2 separate regions of the Capsicum annuum genome follow, and region 2 is linked to region 1. Evidence: chromatin contacts called from public Hi-C data. All regions are on one chromosome and are shown on one strand. Each heading gives the region's core, a stretch centred on a gene start, on an enhancer-like site or on the middle of the called end of the contact. The rest is flanking DNA. Distances are from core to core; before and after follow the strand shown. Region 1 overlaps LOC107863521 (a long non-coding RNA gene). Region 2 holds the start of LOC107863520 (leucine-rich repeat receptor-like protein kinase TDR).

The links. Hi-C and Micro-C count contacts between places; a contact is called where the count stands out from the background.
Region 2: a Hi-C map of bud shows a contact between it and region 1, with 3 times the contacts expected there. The contact joins the promoter of LOC107863520 here to the enhancer-like site in region 1. A contact is called at or near these places in 3 of 5 Hi-C or Micro-C datasets (bud, leaf and placenta).

The regions. Positions count from the first base shown.
Region 1 is chr3:184,070,247-184,074,229 of UCD10Xv1.1, forward strand. It overlaps LOC107863521 (a long non-coding RNA gene), which reads left to right. Exons shown (of 2, transcript XR_007053132.1): 2 at 1-1,365. Among protein-coding and RNA genes, the nearest start is that of LOC107863521, 11 kb to the left of the region's middle. Within about 2 kb of position 1,730, at least 3 of the 5 cell types and tissues checked have an H3K27ac peak or open chromatin away from gene starts, as enhancers often do. A contact at or near this core is called in bud and leaf, where this site is marked.
Region 2 is chr3:184,273,952-184,278,147 of UCD10Xv1.1, forward strand. LOC107863520 (leucine-rich repeat receptor-like protein kinase TDR) reads left to right here and starts at 1,922. Exons shown (of 2, transcript XM_016709458.2): 1 at 1,922-4,196. The coding sequence starts at 2,135.

The DNA.
Region 1 (3,983 bases), core at 480-2,979:
TTTTGTCAACAGTGAGACAACATTCAACTTGTTAGTGCATATTTTCATTGTTTTATTTCAATTCTAACGCAAATTTTACCGGTATAGGGAATTCCTCTTTACTGATGATCTATTTTCCGGTTCATGTTCCTTCTATTTTTAGCTCTTACCATGGAGTAACTGGTAAAGTTGCTGTCATGTGACCTCGAAGTCACGGTTTCAAGTCGTGGAAACAGACTCTTGCAAAAATGCAAGGTAAGGCTCCGTACAATAAACTCTTGTGGTTCGGCCCTTCCCCGGACCCCCCACATAGCGGGAGATTTAGTGCATCAGGCTGCCCTTTTTTGGAATTGCTTAAGCTGCGAGCAGGTTTGTGAATCCTTTGGTTCGAGGGAAAATTGAGCAATACCAGAATCCATGATATAATTATTCAGATCAATTATTAGGCCCTTCTCCAGTTCAGAAGGATGTAAATTTTCAGATCCAGTTTAATCATGAATGACAGTACATCATTAATGACTTAACCCATTTAAAAGATATTTAGGAAGATTAGCCTTTAACTCTGTAATTTACTTTCAGCTTAGTTGTATTCTCCTAAGGCGGGGTGATGTTTGAGTCTGATGTTCTCTTTACATTGATTGCAATGAAAGGATCTGTATAGGCTAAATCCTTTCACCTCCTCTGGAAGACATTTGCATAGCTTTATAGACATGATATTGTTCAAGCCTAACCCCCAAACCAATGAACCTCAACCATTGGTGATGGCTTTTTTGTTTTCTTTTTTTTTTTAAAAAAGAAAAAGAAAAGCATTGATTGCAATATCATTATCGAGTTATACAAAGTAATTTATATTGAGTAATCGCGCTTCACTGACAGGCACTTTTTTTAAAACATTTTTATTTTATCAAAATTCAGTTTAATCTTTATGCTGGTACAAGTATCTTATGCAATCTAATTCTACATTTTCCCTTGCTCTTGTAGGTGACACGTACAAACCATTCTTACCTAAATACAAAGAGGTATCAACTTGCTGGTGCTTCTGCTTTGATATAGTTCTTTCCGAACATTTGTTCAGTTGCAGCAGTAACAAAGTGGTACTAAAATGCTGCATTACTAGCTGGTGGTTTTGTTGCATTGCCATCATACCTTTTCTTTGGTTTTTCTTCCTTTGTATTTCGAGATCAAGTGGAACTTCATGCAGAATTGTTAAGGCGTAATTACTATATAGTAAGTGAATAAATTCTATGTTCAAAATCTGTTCGCAGGCTTTACTATTGTTTGTTTATTACCCAAAAAAGTTATGTTCAGTATCATAGGATACTGCATATGTACGTTTAAGGTCATCCTGTATAGATTTTGATGTACTCATCATGTCAATTCTCTTTATCATTGTGTGGATTGCCTCCAGATACTTTATTTGGCTCCACTTGTAGATAAAATCGTGCTCCCTCTTTATGCAACTTCACAGACTGATCCTGATATAACAGTGAAACTTGGTCAAGTAGAACTAAGTATGATAGAGTTTAAGTTAAGGAAATAAGTGGTCGGTCATGGAAACTCCCATGGATGTATGTCTAATGTCCCTACAACTTTTTTTCAAAACAACTCTTGAGTGACCTGCAGTGGCAACATTTTATGATTATATGCTTTGAAAGTTTGAGCAGATAAAGTAACCAAAGTGAGGAAATGAAGCTTGTGATGATCAAGTAGACTTGGCGCATAGGCCAGTTTCCAATGGATAGGAAAAAGTGAACAAGCTTAAATTTTCTAAACATAGATGATTATTCGTTTGAAGTTTCGGTCGTTTGGTTGGAATTCATGCACCTTGCTTGAAATTACAGATATTAGATGGATTCCATGAAGACAGTGTGTCCTTTGATTTCTAAAAGCAAAATAGTGAGAAGCTTTACGAAACCATGGAGAAACAAAAGTGGGGGCGGGGGATTAACTAAAGAGGAAAGATAGAGAGAGGGAACTCGATGTAACTTTGTAGTCCTAGTCAATAATAGGGGTGTTTTTGTTTTAACCAGAGGTATTCTGATGGTGTACCGTGTATTTAATGTACCTTAGTGGTAGTGTATATTATCCAACTGTTCACTTAGGTCGACCATGGTGAAGTTTAAATTCTTCTACTTTTGACGATTTTTACCCAAGTTGAACTCTGGTGCCATTACAAGGTCAAAGAAGCCTTCACTTTTATTGTGTAATTAACATATTCATACATACTTTTTAACACTTGGTTAGGGATACACATTTTCATCGAATGTTGATTCTTAAGGTTAATTGATTAGTTAGACGTAAAGACTTGGTGGTACATAAATATTTACCATTTTAATGTATTGTACAGTTTAACCACTAGTTGCATGATATATCTAGGGGGCGCAATAAGCATGCAAATGAAAAGTGTATGATTGCCAATGACCACTTTTTGTTCTCCACTCTGAGCGTCACTTAATTATACTGTCTCGTGGATAGAGCAAGTACGTTTCTTCCACATGACTAGGGCTGTTAAGTGGGCCAGGCTGGCTCAATCCGGAACCGGCCCGTTGAGTTTATCCGGTTTGTGGGCCGGTCAGGATTCGGATCTGGTTAAATGGGCTGATCTGGTTTCGGGCCCAATAGTATTTTTTAAAAAAAACAACCCTGAATCGGCCCACTTAACCTAACCCGGTCCAACCCATCTAAAACCGGTCCAAAATCCGATCAACCGGTCAAAAACAAAAAAAAAATTAAAAGTTTTTTCTCCAATATACACTATATATACCCACCTATATACATTTTAAATACGTTAAACAACATATATCCACTATATGTAGTACATTAGAATTTAAAAACATAAACACAATTACACATGTAATTGCGTATATGCCGATACATTAGTTATATATATACTACTCTAAATAAAACATATGTTACAAGATATATACTACAATATAACGATATATATACTAATTTATAAAATATATACACATGTATACGTTAAATATATACTACTTTAGAGTATAGAAGATATATACACATTACATATCATTCAATATGTATGTACTACTTTCAATAAAATATACTACAATATATGTACTACAATATAATGATATATATACTAATTTATAAAATATATACATATGTATACATTAAATATACACTACATTAGAGTCTATAGAAGATATATACACATTTATGCATATCATTCAATATATATGTACTAATTTAAATAAAATATACTACAATATATACACACACTATATATATAATTTATAAAACATATACACATGTATACGTTAAATATATACTACTTTAGAGTTTATATTCTATATATACACATATATATGTACAATTCAATATATGTACTACTTTAAAAAATATGCTCCAAAATATATACTACAATATAATGATATATATACTAATTTATAAAACATATACACATGTATACGTTAAATATACACTACTTTAGATTCTATAGAAGATATATATACACATATATACGTATCATTCAATATATATGTACTACTTTTAATAAAATATACTACAATATATACACACACTATATATATAATTATATACTAATTTATAAAACATATACACATGTATACGTTAAATATATACTACTTTAGAGTCTATAGAAAATATACACACATATATACGTACCATACAATATATATGTACTACTTTAAATAAAAAAAATAGGGCAAAATTCAGAAATAACATGCTTATCCCCTTAATTATGAGTTTCATAGCAACAGTTTCATAATTCATAATACAGCAAGTTATATTTTGTATTTTTGCAAAATGTTGCTACAAAAATACAAATACATATGATTTTACTACCCTTATGATCGATATGTATTTTGTATTTTTGCAAGCTGCTGCTACTACAAAAATACAAATACCTACAAATACATATGCTACAAAATGTAATTTGATAAAAGTGTTGTTATTTTTTGTAATTTAATAATTAAATATGCTACTTTATGTATTTTTTCCTAAAATATACTAAAATATATATA
Region 2 (4,196 bases), core at 672-3,171, 200 kb after region 1:
ATAATAAATTAATAATATATATATATATTATATTATTATTTATATAATTTCGATTTTCGGTTTAATCGATTTTTTTTTAAGAAAACCAAAAATCAAACCCGTAAAATCGAATTATGAAAATTTAAAAATCGAAATCAATCCGAAAAATTAAAATTAAAATTAAATTTCGATATAATTTTTTAATTTTTTCAATTTTATCCAAAATATGCCGGCCCTAAATGCAAGAATAGAAATCCAGTTACTTCCTCTTCTACATTTTCTAGACTTTGAATTTCAACCTCGATAGAATGAAAATTTCCCACTTGAAAGTAACAATAATAAATGTTAAAAACAGTTCTCTGATAAACTTAACAGATTTAATGAATCCCAATGTACTACTATCTTTAAAAAGGCTATACTTGTTCACATTGGAGTAATGGGTTTTTTAATTTTTTTTTTCTTTCGTAGGTTCTCTGTCACTCGCTCTTTTCTTCTTTTTGTTTTTCCTTCTTTGCTTTGTCTTTAAGAGATGAGTAGTGGATAATAGATTCATAATCTTGTACTAATAAACTACACTAGTCTTAAATAATGGACCATTATAGATGTTGTTTGTATATATACTTGTGACCACATGGAAGGATGATTGATTATTAATCATCACTAATCAAGTTAATATTAGAGACACCTGATGATTAAATTAACATTTTGAAAGATTTTCCAGTTAAAGATTTATTTATGTGGTCCTTCCAGCATGGGCCAATGTCACAAGGTGCTTTCATTTGCTTGTTCAAAGTGGAAAGAATTACACAAACGAAAAAATTAAGGAAAAAAAAATAAGATTAAAGGAATAATGTGGTGAAGGGGAAAATCGAAAACCAACTTTATTGGATCCTGCGTGAGACATTGCCATTATACTAATTGCTCCACTCATTTTTATTTGTGCAGTATTTAATTTAACACATTTTCTAAAAAGTAATTAATCTAAATTAAAATTTTGTTGTATTATTTTTTAAATATAGTAAATTTCATATTTTTAAAAATATCTATAATTAATAATAAAAATTTAAAATAAAATAATAAATTATATATTAATTTTTTAAATTAAACAAATAAAAATTGTCGGAGGAAATACTGTACAAATTCTATTATATACAATCTTTTTGATTGGCTAAGATAAAGGCACAAGGAATTATGCAAAAGCGGTGGGGAAAAGAATTAAAAAAGAAAAGAGGAATGAAATCTAAGAAAAAGTATTTCAAGAGAGCAGAATAAGTGTGAAAATGCTGAGCAAAGAGAGACAAATAGAGAAATTAAAGCAAACGAAAACAGAGCAGCACATACATTTATCATTATCAAATAGTAGTAGTGATTAATTGTGTGAGGAGAGTGGGAGTTACAAAACAGAAGCTGCAGCAGAAGCTAAAGAGCAAGAAGAGGAAAAGTACAAATGTACTCCCTCAGTTTTATTTTATTTGACTCCTAATAAAAAATAAACGTTTCATTTTATTGATTCTTTTAATAATCAAACTTGCAGTTCTAAAATATTCCTTTCCTTGTTTAAAAATAATCGGTTCTTATTGACTTATGCTTTTTAAAAATAAATATTTATTAAAAATTTATTTTATCAAATTAATTTTATTAATTATACTTTAATAAAATAAATTTAAGTATATTTATTTTATTTAATTATTTAATAATATAAATAATATTAAAAGAACATAATAAACTTATTTTAATTTCATAACTTTGAAGACTAAATTGAAACACATAATTTTTAAGAAAGAGGGCCAAAACGAAACGAAGGAAATATTAATAAGATCATTTTAATAAAATATTATTTTAATTAATTTTTTTAATCATTACTTTAATGAAGTAATTTTTTTTTTTTTTAAAAGAGGTATAGCAGGCCGGGCAAAGTATAATGAAAGAACAAAAGATTTTTGGATTTTATTTTGAAATTTGTTTTGCTTTCTTTTCTCTCTCTTTACACCAAAGATCAAACAAAACCCACTGAAGGGGAAGCTAGTCATGATGAAACCCCCCTCAGTTTCCAGCACTCCTAAAAAGCATTTCTTAACCATCAAAACCTTCCTTCCCTTAAATTTGCCTCTCCATTTATCTGCCATTTCCACCATAACCCCATAAGAGCATAACCATGAAACAACACTCCCTTCCTCTCTTTCTTATTACATTTTTCTTCTTCTTAACAAGAATTTCACTTGTTTTCTCCATTACTAGTTCAAATCTTCCTCTACAACTCATTTCTCTTTTGACATTAAAGTCCTCTTTCCATGATCAACAGAACACCTTCAATGACTGGGATCCCACTCTTGCCTTCTCTAGACCAGGTTCTCACATTTGGTGCTCATGGTCTGGCATCAAATGTGACAAGAAAACTAACCAAATCACCTCACTTGATCTTTCAAGGCGCAATCTTTCTGGTACAATTCCATCAGATATCATAAACCTTGTACACCTTCACCACCTGAATTTGAGTGGAAATGCTTTTGACGGTCCTCTCCAAACAGTCATTTTTGAATTCCCTTTCCTCAAGACTCTTGATATTAGTCACAACAACTTTAATTCAACGTTTCCCTCTGGTGTATCAAGACTCAAGTCTTTAACACACCTAAATGCTTATAGTAACAATTTTACCGGCCCTTTGCCGGAAGAAGTTGTTCAGCTCCCCAATCTTGAGTACCTTAACTTTGGTGGAAGCTATTTCATAGGTGAAATTCCGAAAAGTTATGGTGGCTTAACAAAGCTGAAGTTTTTGCACTTGTCTGGAAATTGTTTGACTGGTCCTGTTTTGCCTGAGTTGGGTTTCTTGAAACAACTTGAACATATGGAGATTGGTTACCAGAACTTCACTGGTTTTGTCCCTGATGAATTTTCTTTTTTGTCAAATTTAAACTATCTTGATATCTCCCAAGCAAGCCTTTCTGGTAATCTTCCTGTTGGGCTAGGCAACTTGACAAAGCTTGAAACTCTGCTTCTATTCAAGAACCACTTGTTTGGTCCAATTCCGCTGTCTTTTGCCAAATTGACATCGCTGAAATCATTGGACTTATCGGACAACAATCTTTCTGGAACAATCCCGGAAGGAATTTCAGGATTGAAGGAGCTTACCCTCTTGCATTTGATGAACAATAAGTTAACAGGTGAAATCCCACAAGGCATTGGTGAGCTTCCTAATCTTGAATTATTGTCTCTATGGAATAACTCACTCACTGGGATTTTACCGCAGAAGTTGGGTTCAAATGCAAAGCTGCAACAACTTGATGTTTCTTCAAACAATCTCTCAGGTCCCATTCCACCAAATCTCTGTCTAAGCGAAAACTTAGTTAAACTCATCATGTTCTCAAACCAGTTTATTGGTGAGCTCCCTTCTTCCTTAGCAAATTGCACTGCATTGGTCCGGTGTAGAATTCAAAACAACAGACTCAACGGTTCAATACCATTAGGCTTTGGTTTTTTGCCGAATTTATCCTACTTGGACTTGAGTAAAAATAATTTCTCTGGTCCAATTCCAAGTGATTTTGGGAATTCCGTTAAAGTGGATTATTTGAACATATCGGAGAATTCATTCAACAGTGAGTTGCCAGATAATATCTGGAGTTCGCTAACTCTGCAAATCTTTTCAGCCAGTTATAGTGGCCTTGTCGGGAATATCCCAAACTTCAAAGGGTGTCGAGCTTTCTACACCATCGAGCTGGAAGGAAACAATCTTACAGGAAGCATTCCATGGGATATTGAGCATTGTGAGAAGCTCGTTTGCATGAATTTTCGACGAAATTTGCTCACGGGTATCATTCCGTGGGAAATATCTGCAATTCCTTCAATATCAGAGGTTGATTTGTCTCACAATTTTCTCACTGGAACCATTCCTTCACATTTTGCCAATTCCAGTACATTAGAAAGCTTCAATGTATCCTACAATCAGCTCACTGGTCCAGTGCCTTCTTCAGGCTCAATTTTCTCCAGCCTACATTCTTCCAACTTCATCGGCAACGAAGGCCTATGTGGTACTGTACTTCAAAAGCCTTGCAGGACCGACGGACTCGAAGCAGGAGCAATGGAAGTTAAGCCACAGCCCAAAAAGACAGCCGGCGCAATTGTCTGGATTATGGCAGCAGCATTCGGTATCGGGTTGTTCGTACTTATCGCTGGCAGCCGATGTTTCCAGGCAAATTACAGTCGTCGATTTTCAGCTGACA